Regions from separate parts of the Ovis aries genome. Here region 1 is linked to region 2. The links are chromatin contacts, called in public Hi-C maps. All regions are on one chromosome and are shown on one strand. Each heading gives the region's core, a stretch centred on a gene start, on an enhancer-like site or on the middle of the called end of the contact. The rest is flanking DNA. Distances are from core to core; before and after follow the strand shown. Region 1 overlaps SHB (SH2 domain containing adaptor protein B). Region 2 holds the start of SHB (SH2 domain containing adaptor protein B).

Region 1 (5,821 bases), core at 2,843-5,342, 130 kb before region 2:
CGGCTTCCCCGAGTGTGTATTGGAGAGCTGGTCAGAGCTCGGTGTTCTGGATCTTACACAGGCTACCTCCGGGGCCTGTGACTGCAGAAGCAGAACGCCCACCAAGGGCTACGCCTGTTGATTCCCAGGCCCCCGCTGGAAGACGGCCCTCTGTCTGCCCCGCTGGAAGACGGCCCTCTGTCTGCCCACCAGAGCCGCTCTGGGAGGGGAGGCACAGCTCAGCTGGGATTGGCCCAGCCTTCTGAAGAGGGGCCTTTTCACCTCTTTCTTTAGAAGGGTGGCTCTGTGAGCCTGTCTCCTGACAGGCAGGTGGGCCCTCTCTCCCCACAAAGCCTCCTTTCTTTCTGGGTCGCCATCTTGCTCTGGAGGGGCTGCCCCAAAGGCCTTGACTCCTCGGGGCTCAAGGACATTACTGCTGAAGTGGTTGGGGCATTATGGTCAATAATGAAGCCAGCAATGGAGGGAAAGAAAAGGGGGGGGAAAGCCCCAGCAGTCCTGTGGCTCTGAGCAATGCAGCCTGTTAGGGGTTGGAGGCTGTGCTCTGAGACAAAATGCTGAGGCGGGATATTGTGTGGCAGGGAGCTTTTTTTTTTTTTCCCCTCTAAGAAATCCAGCTCATTTTCCCCCTCATTAATTGGCAGCAGATGAAAAAAAAAAAAAGCCAAAACAAAACCCAAACCAACGCCAATAACCTGAATGTGAGTGTTTCTGAAAGGGAAAAGCTGTTTCAATTGTTAGATGTCCAAGAAAACATGAATACACGCCGCCAGAGGAAACAGTCACAATCAGAGGAAGAAGAGGGAGAGGTTCATAAAATTAAGGAAAAAAATTCCTTTTAGCAGCTCCCATCCTGTCAACTGGCTCCTCTGCCGACCTCAGTCCCCAAGGGGAGCTGGAGGCTGGGCTTCCCAGGGAAACCTCAGGAAGATGGAGGCAGGGCCCAGGGATCCCTTAAAAGAGTAAAGGCAAGAACAGAGGGTGAAGCAGCCTTTTTTCCCTCAGACCATGGGGTGGAGCCTTTTCTGAGAAGTCTGTTCGGTGGGCTCCTGTACTCCCTGACCTGTGGGTCTTAGGAAGGGCCCTGGAGGAAATCTGGATTTGCTGGTGGAGGAGGGGCTGCTGTGAGGTTATTCCCCACGCCCTACTCCGCGGGCTACCTCCCCTGTCTCCAATCTCTAACTGGGTCCTAGGGATCCACTCTCCTTTGGCACCTCTGTTTGGACAAGTGCCAACGCTTCACTCATTTTCTCATTCACTAGGGAAAAAAAAAAAAGAGGAAAGCGTGAACCACTCTAGGTACTGTAGCCTCAAAGGATGTTTTGGAAAGAGCAAAGGAAAGGTCAGGGTTGAAGTGTTGGAGACTAGGCCCAGGTCACAGGCAATGAGGCAATCATGAGGCGGATGGACCTGTGGGATTTATGGATGGGAGGGGCTGGGGCTGCCTGGACTGAGACAAGGATTCAGGAGACTGACCTGATTGGCTGAACTGGGCAGGAAGCAGGTGCTAAGGGAACAGCTTTGGCCATAGCCTGCTAAAATCCACCAGACACCTAAAGGGACATGGCTGGCTTCTAGTCCTGCTTTGCATTGGCTTAACGGGCAGCCAGGGCAAGTCCTCTCCTCTCATGAGGCCTCCATCTCTTATCTGAACAGTGAGTCGGGAGCATCTCGAAGGCCTGGCAGTGCTGGTGATGTTCAAGCTGAATTCAGCCCCCTCCTACTGGAGACGATGGTGACCAGACTTCCATTCCTCTTAGCCCATTGGCAGGCAGGATGACATGAGCTTGGTGAAGGTGCTGAAACTCGTGATGTATCTGGACCCCTCGCACCTCCTTCAGTAGGTGGAAGCCATGCCTTTCATGCTATTCCATGAGCTTGTTTCTTCCATTGCTTTTAACTGTGCTATGTGAGTGGGTGGGTCAGAGGAAAAGTAAAGGTAAGAGTAACAGCAACCTCACTGTCTGCTCTGTCTTGAAGGATCTGGCTCCTGTGAAGGGCGGGGGCAAGATGGCGGTGGAGTGTGGGTGTGTATGAAGATGCTCCTCTGTGTGGAGGTAGTGCAGATGGCCAAGAGGACTCCATGTCCCCAGAGAGGTCAGGATTTGCCTTCCTCCAGGAGCAGGGTGACAGCAAGAGACAAAGAACTGGCTCAAGGGCCTCCTCTGCTTGTGGACTGTGAACTTGGACAAAGCACGCTCCTTCTCTGAGCCTCCCTTTCCCCACGTGTGAAGTGCTCATGGGGTAGCACTGACCCCAGTGGACGGTGAGAGCACTTTATGAACTGCTGGGTGCTGTGCACCTGTGGGGTTAACACACACTTGCCATCACGGGGTGGCTGTATGCAGAGGGAGCGTGGACGCTGGGTCAACATTGGAGGCTACCACTGCTGGAGCCTGAATGCCCCTTCCTGTAGGTTGACTCTCAAGGGTGCAAAGAAAACCCCTCTGCCCTGAGCTGGGGGCTCTGCCTCCTTCCCACGTGCCCAGAGGAGTTGCACCTTGCTCTGGGAACGAAACTCACAGGTAAGCACTTAACCCCCCTCAGAGACCCACTGCAATATATTAAAAAAAAAAAAAAAAGGGATAAGAATATATATTAAATGACTATTTTATTTACACACCCTATTCATAAATAATTGAATCCTTTTTTGACTGCACAACGATCCCTTGGAGATCTCCTAATGATTACACTGAGTGACTAGAAGTGGATTAGCAGGCTTACATCTGTGTGTGGTCGTGTTCTCCCACCAATGTGCTCACACGCGTGCATACACACACACACACACACACTGACACACACACACCAGAAGGGAGGTGGGACTCCGGGGCCTTCTGGGCTCTCAAAACATCAGCACTTGGCTCCCAGCACCAGGAGGGGCCCGGTGGGAAAAACGGGGGCCCGGTACACAGGTGTGAATTCCTGACGGCCGGAGAACAAAGAGCCGCGACCCGGGAGCTGCCGCCCCCGCCCCTCGGAGCTGCTCTCCTTTGTTCATCCTGGAAGGCATCTCTTTGGATTTGCAAATATTTTAATTCACAGAAACTCGAGGAGGGGGGTGGGGGGTGGGGGCTGGGGTGGCTCGCTGGCTGTCCTTCAGTCTTTATCCAGGCCTTCTCCAGCCCCCCGCGAGTGGCGACAGCATTCTAAGACATGCAGTGGTGTGCTAGTACCATACACACGACACAAACTGGACACGGCGGGCAACAGCGGCCGGGGGCCACCGGCTCCACGTCTGCGCCCCGGCTCGGCGGGGCGGGGCTCACAGGGTCCGCACAGCCACGGGGTAGAGGAGGGACAAGTGCTCGGCGCCTTTGATGGGCAGCTTCCTGGTGGTGTAGTAGTGGATGACCTCTGGGACACTGTCGAACGGGGGGCTGTTCTGACCCAGGACGTATTTCTCTTTGGTTTTGGCCAGTTTCATGTGCATGAAGCCCTGGTTGCTCCTGTGAACAAAGCGCAGAGGTGGTTAGGATCCGCAGAATGAGGAAGGCCGAGGCCGCCACGCTGCTCCGGGGAGGGAGGGGGTGGGAGGGCCGAGGGTCCCTCAGGAGAGCAGCTCCTAGAGAGCCTCTCGCTTCTGCCCTGAACCAGTTTGTCATGAATTCACACTCATTACCCGAGAGGGCTCTCCCTCTGGCCAACCTCCTGTTGAGGTGTGGAAGACTCCTTGCTGCCTGGGACAGACAAGAAACAGCCCTGAGCTGCCCCTCTCCCAGCCAGGAATGGAGCCCAGGCCCAGCTGAAATGTGGCCTCACCCGAGGGCCCCTCAATCCTAGCAACAGACACGGCTGCAGGAGAGTCGTCAAAACTCAGGAGATTTTGAGGGACCTCCTCAGGAAAACAAGCGAACCCCCAAACTTGGCTCCTCTCCCTATTACTGATGCAGAGGAGAATTTAAAAAGCCTTGCCTGGCAAGCACCGTGTCAGGGGTTATCACTCCCAATTTACAGTGTGGCAGGATGACAGGTGAATTGTTTCCAAAAAACTGATGCTCTCCCCTTCAATAATACAAACTGTCAGCAGGAAGGGGCTGCCCAGCCTGAGACTACATTTCCCAGCCTCCCTTGCACCCACTGCTGTCATGTGACTAGTTGTAGCCAATGGAACGTGGGGAGGTGTGCTCCCCAGCTTTTCCCCAACGCTGGCCATCTCCTCTTGGTGCTTCCTCTCTCTGCTCAGTAAACCCTGCCTGCCTCCTCCAAGGCCCAGCCTTGAATGTCTCCTCTGCCAGGAAGTCTTCCAAGTTCCCACTGGCAGAGCTCCTTCCTTCCTCCCACGGCACCGAGGATATAATGCCTCCATCAGCACTTGCCTTCCTGAACTGTAATTACTTATCCATCTTCTCGATTCCCCTGGGAGCTCCAGAGCAGGGTGCAGGCTCTGTGCCCACCATGCTTAGCATCTGCTGAAACGGGCAGTGGGTGGGTTCCTCGGAGATCAAAGCAGAGCCCTGAGCCCATGACATGCATGCTGGGTGGGGTGCCACTTCTGCCTGGCCCAAGTGGACCTCTCCTACCTTCCACTGAGGACTCTGACCACATCGGGTCACTAACCCCCAGTTAACCCACCTTTGCTTAGGCTGCCCTTTCCCTGCTCACTCAGCTCCAAGCCTGGCCTAGCCACCACACCTGTGGATGCCTGGTTTCCAAAACACAGTCCAAATTTACTGAGTCACTTAGTGAGAAAGCTGGGGCTCTGACCTCCTGCGCCTTCTCCAGAGCCCGTCCTTTGTGAGCAGCCCTAGGGGCCAGCTTCCAGGAGACCAAGCCCATCCCAGGCGAGGCCAAGAGCGCTGTGTGGACACAGGTGTGCAGCCTGCAGCCCTTCTGAGCTTTGGTTCTCGTTTCAGCTGTTCCCACATCTCTTCCATCCAGGACTGGGTTCTCCTCCCTTACCGGTGCCTGCTCTATTAATGCATCAATTTGGACTCCAGGACCATTTTCAGATGGGGAGAGCAAATGCTTAATGAAGTGCAGGCACTGAGTAATACATCTGCTCATAATAATGTATTTAGAGATGTCACCCTCAGCTTAAAGGAAATCGTTTGGAGAGCAATTATGTTTCAAGAGAGAATAATTCCTGTAAAGAACTGAAATTTAAATCAAGATTTTTTAAGGCTGACAATGTTCTAATTACAGAGCCTGTGGCAAGCTCTGCTCCTCAGTGAAGGGTCATTTCACTGGAGAATTGCCTCATCTGAGAAGCAGGAGGCGCACTTGCTTAAGCCGGTGCGCGCTTTAAAATACGAGCAACTCCCTCTGAGCCCAAGACTCAGCTACCTGCTACCCACCTCCGTGGAGAGACGGCAAATCTGTGCTGGCCTAGAAGAGTCTGTAACTGCTTGAATACAGGGCTGAAATTGTATGGCTAATAAAACTGGGGACAGTTAAGAAGCCTTGTAGTCTTGGAGGCCACGTGCTCAGTTTTACCTGAAAAAGGGGTGGGTGGGTATGGGGGCAACAGGGCTGGAGCAGAGGTGAGTGACCTGGGTGGGTGGGTGTGGCCTTGGATATGTCATGCCCTCTGCCTGGGTGATATTTTGGGCTTTGCAGCTGGTGCTACAAAGCACAGGGTGTGTTAGATCTCAACAACTAGCTGTGAGCTGGCCTGAACGCCAAAGCTTTCATGGCATGGTGGGTATGAGGTCGCTAGGGGAACCGATTTACTATCTAAGGAGGTTAAAGAAAATAACTCATATGGCTTATCAGGATATTTTCACACCAGTTGTTCTGAAAACATTCAGTGAGGAAAGTGGGCAGGGATGCTGGCAACAGGACAGAGCCAGAAAAGGAGGCTGAAGCGCCTCTGTTCCCAGATCGA
Region 2 (5,742 bases), core at 2,519-5,018:
CTTCCTCTTACTCGCGAGAAAGAACATCTGGCAGTTGCAATCCCTCTGACTCGGAAGATGGCAACAACCTCTTAAAAGATCAAAGGGCTCAAAGTCACAATCTAGTAGGTGAAGAGCACTCCAGAGAGATATTTTTTAAAGAAACCATATCTACTCATATGATTCAACAGCTAAATCTCCTCGCTGTGCTTAGGTAACAAGGTTCTCCCCGACCCAGGACCTCCTGCCCCTCTGGGGTCCTGCCCAACTCTAACCTTTCAATTCCTGCCACAAGGCCTTTACCTACAATCCCCTAGAGCACCAGGTTCTCTTCTGCAGCCAACCATAACAGTGGTCCTCCCTGGCCACCTCCCATTAAGCCCTGCCATCACAGCATTCAACATGTACACCGCAGCCTGAACCACAGTAGTCACTGGACCCTACTCCAGGGCCCAGCAGAGGGGAACAAAGAACTGTAAGAAACATCTGGTGGAACAAAGCCAAGTTTTCAACACACTTAACACTCCAGCTATTAAACTTAGTATTCCTCAGTATTTGAAATAGTCTTATTTATAGTTAGGAAAAAACATTTACTAAAGTTTTGAAAACCATAAAGGAAGATTCTAGTGAGTAGGCAGAACCACAAGCAGCAGGAGGGAAAGGAGATTTGCCCACCTGGGAGGTGGTCATGGAATAACAAGGGAATGGTGGGATCTCTCTGGAGAGCTAGGTTAGGCCATCCTTCCATTTCCAGGGACTCCAGGTTCTCCCAGATCAGCACCTAGCCAAGCCTGGGCCACACAGAAGGCAGCAGGGAGCCTCTCTGTTGTCTCCCTTACAGATGCCCCACAAACCCATAATCCTGGGGGCTCTCGGAGAAACCTCCTCTGCCCACAAGGCAGCACCAAGGTGGCCACCCGGCTCCTAGCTCTTGTCATTTAGGTGTGGCACCCCAAGTGCTTAGGAAGCCCAGAGTCTATGCAGATGCGTCCTCAAACTGGACCCAGAGGGAAGTGGAATCCATAGGTTACCCATGCTGCCTTCAACAGACCCAGCAGGAGGCAGAGGTATGCTAGGGGGACCTGGGACCCTGGGGAGGGGAAGTCAGGCAGAAAAATTCAGGAGGGGCACCGGCTTCCTTCTCCTGCCTGGAAAACAAAAAGTTCCCTTCCCAAGTACCAGCTGGGAGGTAGGGGCCTGTCTCCCTCCTGTCTGGAAATCCAGTCCTAAAAGAAACTCAGACTCTATCAGTTTCCCCCAGCCCACATCTGGGTGAAAAGTTTACCTTTGGGAGAAAGCAGGGCGGTGCCGGAGAACGAGAGGGACAGCCGTCTGATAGCCATCACAGGGCACTGGGCCTCAGATGTAATGAAAGCACTGCCTTCCACCAAAAGTAGACAGAACAAGTATTATTTTATGGGGGAAAGGAGGGTGTCACAGGAGTGTGAAGGGGGAGGAGAGGGCCCAGTCTGGCTGTAATTAACTAGACTGCTCCAAAGGTCCGGGGGATCAAGATAGTCTGATCTGTTAGGGAGGAGAGTGTACAAAATCGTCCCCCTCATCCTTGGGGCTATAAAGGGTAAGGTCAGGAAGGAAGATGAGGATGGGAGGGGTGGTCTCCTTCCAGCTGGCCCGGTAGGCGGACCCCTCCCGGGCCGGGCTGGAGGAACTGACAGGTCGAAGTGGAGCGCTCTTGTAGACCAGCGCACTTCAACCGGAAAAGCACGCGTGGGGGTTGGAGGGTGGGGGGCGTGTTTCCCGGTACAGCTCCAGTACAAAAGGCTGCCCCATTTGGAAACCTGGCGCGGGGGGTGGGGCAGGGTAGGGCATTTAGAGGGATTTACATATATCCGTTCAGAGACAGCCGGTCTGGATCTGCCATCGAAAATGTGTAATATCCGGCGGGTCCCTTCCCAGCTCTAGACTTCAGTTCCCATCTATAAAGTCAGGGGCGGGAGGAACAGGGGTAGACAAGAATAAACACTCTCCTAAATACTTGGAGAAGGAAATGGCAACCCACTCCAGTATTCTTGCCTGGAAAATCCCATGGACGGAGAAGCCTGGCGGGCTACAGTGCATGGGGTCGCAAAGAGCCAGACATGATTGAGCCACTCACACTTTAAATACGTAAGGGCTCTGACTCTCTGACTTTCCTCCTCGAGGGGCTGGTTGGCTGTCTCTTGGACCAGGCTGGGCAGAGAGCTCTCTGGTCAGGATACTTCCAAGAGGGCACCTGGCTGGGAAGCAGCAGCGTTAAGACACTGTCAGGAGGCCAATGATCGGGGACAAAGCGGGTGCAAGGAGGCAGAATTTGGTAGCATCGTGGGAGGCCTGACCTCGGGTCCTAGCTCGAAGTGGACGTAGGAACTCAAAACTAGAGCGGTGCCTCAGTTTCCCCGTGCGCACAGTGGCTCTGGAACCTCTAGTGAGGCCAAGGGCGCCTTACCTTGTCCTTCTTGCCGGCACCGCTCTCCTCCGCGGCTGAGGCGCCGCACTTGTTGAGCAGTTTCTTGCCTCCGCAGGCCGTTGGGCTCCAGGTGCGGCCGCCGGAGCAGGCGCCCCCTGGGGGGTCCCCGGCACAGCCCGCGGCGCTCTCCACCTTAATGAGGCGATGCTTCGGGGAGATGTAGCGCACTTCGGCCGGGGTGGTGGGCCGCCGCTCGCTGCTGCTGCGGTAGAGGTGCGGGGAGCCAGAGGACGAGGACGAGGACGCGGCGGCGCCCGCGCCGGAGGAGGCACAGCAGCAGCCCGCGGCGCCCGACGCGGACGACGCGGAAAAGGCGCGCTGGCTCCCACCCGGCTCCCCGCCGCCGCAATAGTCCAGGCGGCACATGGCGCGCAATTTGCGCAGCGACGAGCCGGGCCCGTTGTAGGGGTCCTCAAAGTCGCGCTCCTTCTGTGCGCGGTAGGCGCGGATGAGGTCGCTGGTGCTGCCGCTGTCGTCGGGCAGCGATCCCGACGAGGCCGAGAAGCAGGAGGCGGCGGCGGTACCGCAGGACGCGGAGGCAGCCGCGGGGGCCTGCGGCACGGCCTGGGGGGGCTGCGAGGGCCGCTCGCCTCGGCGCCGCTGCTCGCGGTAGTCGGGCCGCGGCGGTTGCGGGGGGCTCTTGGTCTTGCTGTTGCCCAAGCTGAAGTACTTGTTCAGCCACTTGGCCATGGCGAGAGGCCGCCTAGGGCCGCGGCGCGGGAGCCGGGTCCGCCGCCGCGGCCATTCGGGGGGCAGCGATGCCGCCCAGGTCCCTCGGCGCCCCGGCCCCGGCCCGGGCGAGGGGCGTCCGGGGCGCCCGCTCCCGACGCCAAGTTCAAGTTCTCTCCGCTGCCTCCTGCCGGCCGCTCCCCGGCTCCGGCAGCTGCAGCACCGCCCTCCGCCTCCGCCGCGCGCCGCCCGGGCTTTGGATCTCCTGCCCCTTGAGGGCGCGTCTCATGGGATCCCCGCCGCGGCCCCACGGATAGCAAAAGGCCCGGGCGCCCCCCGGCTCCTCAGACGCTCTGGCCGTGCGCTCTGCCACGGAGCGCGCTCCTGTCCCGTCGGAACCGCAGCCTCCGCCTCGGCCGGGATCCGCGGCTGCTGCTGGAACTTGTCGGCGTCCTCAGCGCCCCCGGCCCCGACTTCCTTCCCGAGAGCGCTGGAGCGAGCTCGGCCCCTGGCCGGCGAGCAATCGGGCCGGAAAGCAAGCGAGCGATGGAGGGAGGGAGGCAGCCGGCGCCCGCCCGAGCCCGCGCGCCCGTGCCCGTCCCGGCGGCGCCTGCCGCTGCCGCTGTCGCCGCCTCCCGAACCGCCGCGTGTGTGACACTCGGGCCGCCAGAGCCCGCCCCGCCCCGCGGCCCCGCCCTCCCCGGGCCCGCGCGCGCCCCGCCCCCAGCCCGCCCTCTCAGACCCCGCCCCGCCCACCCCCACGCGCCCTGCAGCCAGACCTCGGCCCTGGCCCCGCCCTCTAGCGCCCCGGTTCTGGACAGCAGCAGCTCTCCCCCTTCAGCACGCGCCACCTCCTGCGGCCGCCTCGGCGCCAGCCCCTGGGTCGCGCCTGAGGGCGCCGGGGTCCCGCGGCGCAGCTGGCCCCGCCTTGCTTGCCGCCCGCCACCGCCTTGGGCGAGAGATTGCCAGCCTAAACCTGCAGCGTGTAGAGGCCAAACCTTCCCCACCCCGGCACTCGAGCGTTGTGTTCTCCAGGGATCCCCACTTTAGGGGACAAGGGGCATTTTTAGTCTACGGCGTGACCCTCTTAGAGGAAATGCGGTGCCGAGACCCTTAGGAACAAGGTGTCTATTCTCTGCTTAAACGGAAGAAGACTTCGGTTCAACTCTCTGCCAGACCTTCGGAGGATTCTTTATGCAAATGAGCTTTTTAGCCATCCGGACAGCGAATGCGACCTGGATCGTCTGCAGGGGCCTGGCCCCTCACCAGTTGGAAAGCCAAGCTTAGGGGAGATCGGAATGTTTGCTTACCTTTTCACCTCTGAGGAAGTCTTGGCTTTTACCCTGATCAGTGTCAATCTGGCAGAGCTAGCTGTGGGAATGTTTAATGCCTAAAATTGTAGGAGCTAGCAACACTCCATTTAATCCAGGGCCCTCATTTTACTGATGGAGGAATTGAGGCTCGGAAGGAGGTCACTCAGGTGGGTCTGGATGTCAGTTTCTGGTCTGGTGGTGCCAAAATTGTGTCATTTCCACTCGTCTCTACTTTGCAATTTAAGATCGTCCTTTGATTATTAAAATGAGGAAACTGAGGCCGAGGGAGGAGCACAGTTTGCTCAGGAAGGCTTTTCCCGAGAGGAGAATATGTTTTGTGGAGACAAAAGAGTTAACTGCCTCTAGAGCCGGTGCTCCTTTGCCGGTGCTCATTTGAATTTGGCTGATCAAGCCCCAGACTATGACATACAGTTAAGGTGTAAGACTGAGAAATTCTCAAAGAATGCTGATTTATTAGGATGATAGTCCAAATCATTATCTCCACTTGCAACCTGCATATTACAAATGGGCTTTGGGGAAATCTGTTTCCTGTATCCTGCAGGAAAAGCAGGACCTTTTAGGGCAGGGAGCAAGGTCAGTGGCTTCTCTGGCCAGGACTGGAGGTGGAGTTCAAAAGAGCAGTTTGAGGCTCTTAGGTAGGTAGGGCCTCTTCCCCTGCCTAAGGCCACAGTGGGGAAGTGGCAAAACCAGGAGTCCAACTGGGATCTTACTCTGAAGCCTGAGCTCTATCCACTCAGCCACCCACTGTAATCCAGTGGAATTGACTGCAAACTGTCCCTTTAGGATCAGGCTATTCACTCTTGCCCTCTGGTGAGACAGGACTGTAATCATCTATGAGCCAGTTAAATTTTACAAACCCAATATATGACACACAGCCATATATTACCAACTACACAGCCCCTTCATTGCCTGAGATCTACCTATTTGGAATTTCATAGGAAATAACCTAGGATGTGGGGTGTTTGTGTATGGTATCTGGGGATGGTGGGAGGACCCAGAAGTTGACCTGGACTAAAATGTTTATTTTAAATGTCCCTGGATTTAACTATCTCAAATTACCCTTTAAATCATTCCTCTACTTTATAAGCACTTAATTATCCCGCAAGTAAGGGAAGCTCAAATAGAGAACCTGAGGGGTGAGGATATCCTCACTGTGAATCCCACCTTTCAACCAACCACAAATCCTCTCCTACTCCCTCCCTTCCTATCTCTGCTTCCAGTTTTAGGAAGGAGGAATTGTCAGATGCTGGCAACAGGCCAGGCCACCCTGGGCAAGACAGGCTTCTCCACCAT

The links. A called contact is a pair of places that touch in the nucleus more often than the background predicts.
Region 1: a contact with region 2 is called in a Hi-C map of mixed tissues, with 4 times the contacts expected there. The contact joins the enhancer-like site here to the promoter of SHB in region 2. A contact is called at or near these places in 9 of 16 Hi-C or Micro-C datasets (hypothalamus, liver, mesenteric adipose tissue and 5 more).

The regions. Positions count from the first base shown.
Region 1 is chr2:50,860,287-50,866,107 of ARS-UI_Ramb_v3.0, reverse strand. SHB (SH2 domain containing adaptor protein B) reads right to left here. Exons shown (of 6, transcript XM_015093133.4): 6 at 1-3,443. The coding sequence ends at 3,260. Among named protein-coding and RNA genes, the nearest start is that of SLC25A51, 12 kb to the left of the region's middle. Within about 2 kb of position 4,092, at least 8 of the 54 cell types and tissues checked have an H3K27ac peak or open chromatin away from gene starts, as enhancers often do.
Region 2 is chr2:50,726,571-50,732,312 of ARS-UI_Ramb_v3.0, reverse strand. SHB (SH2 domain containing adaptor protein B) reads right to left here and starts at 3,768. Exons shown (of 6, transcript XM_015093133.4): 1 at 2,426-3,768. The coding sequence starts at 3,136.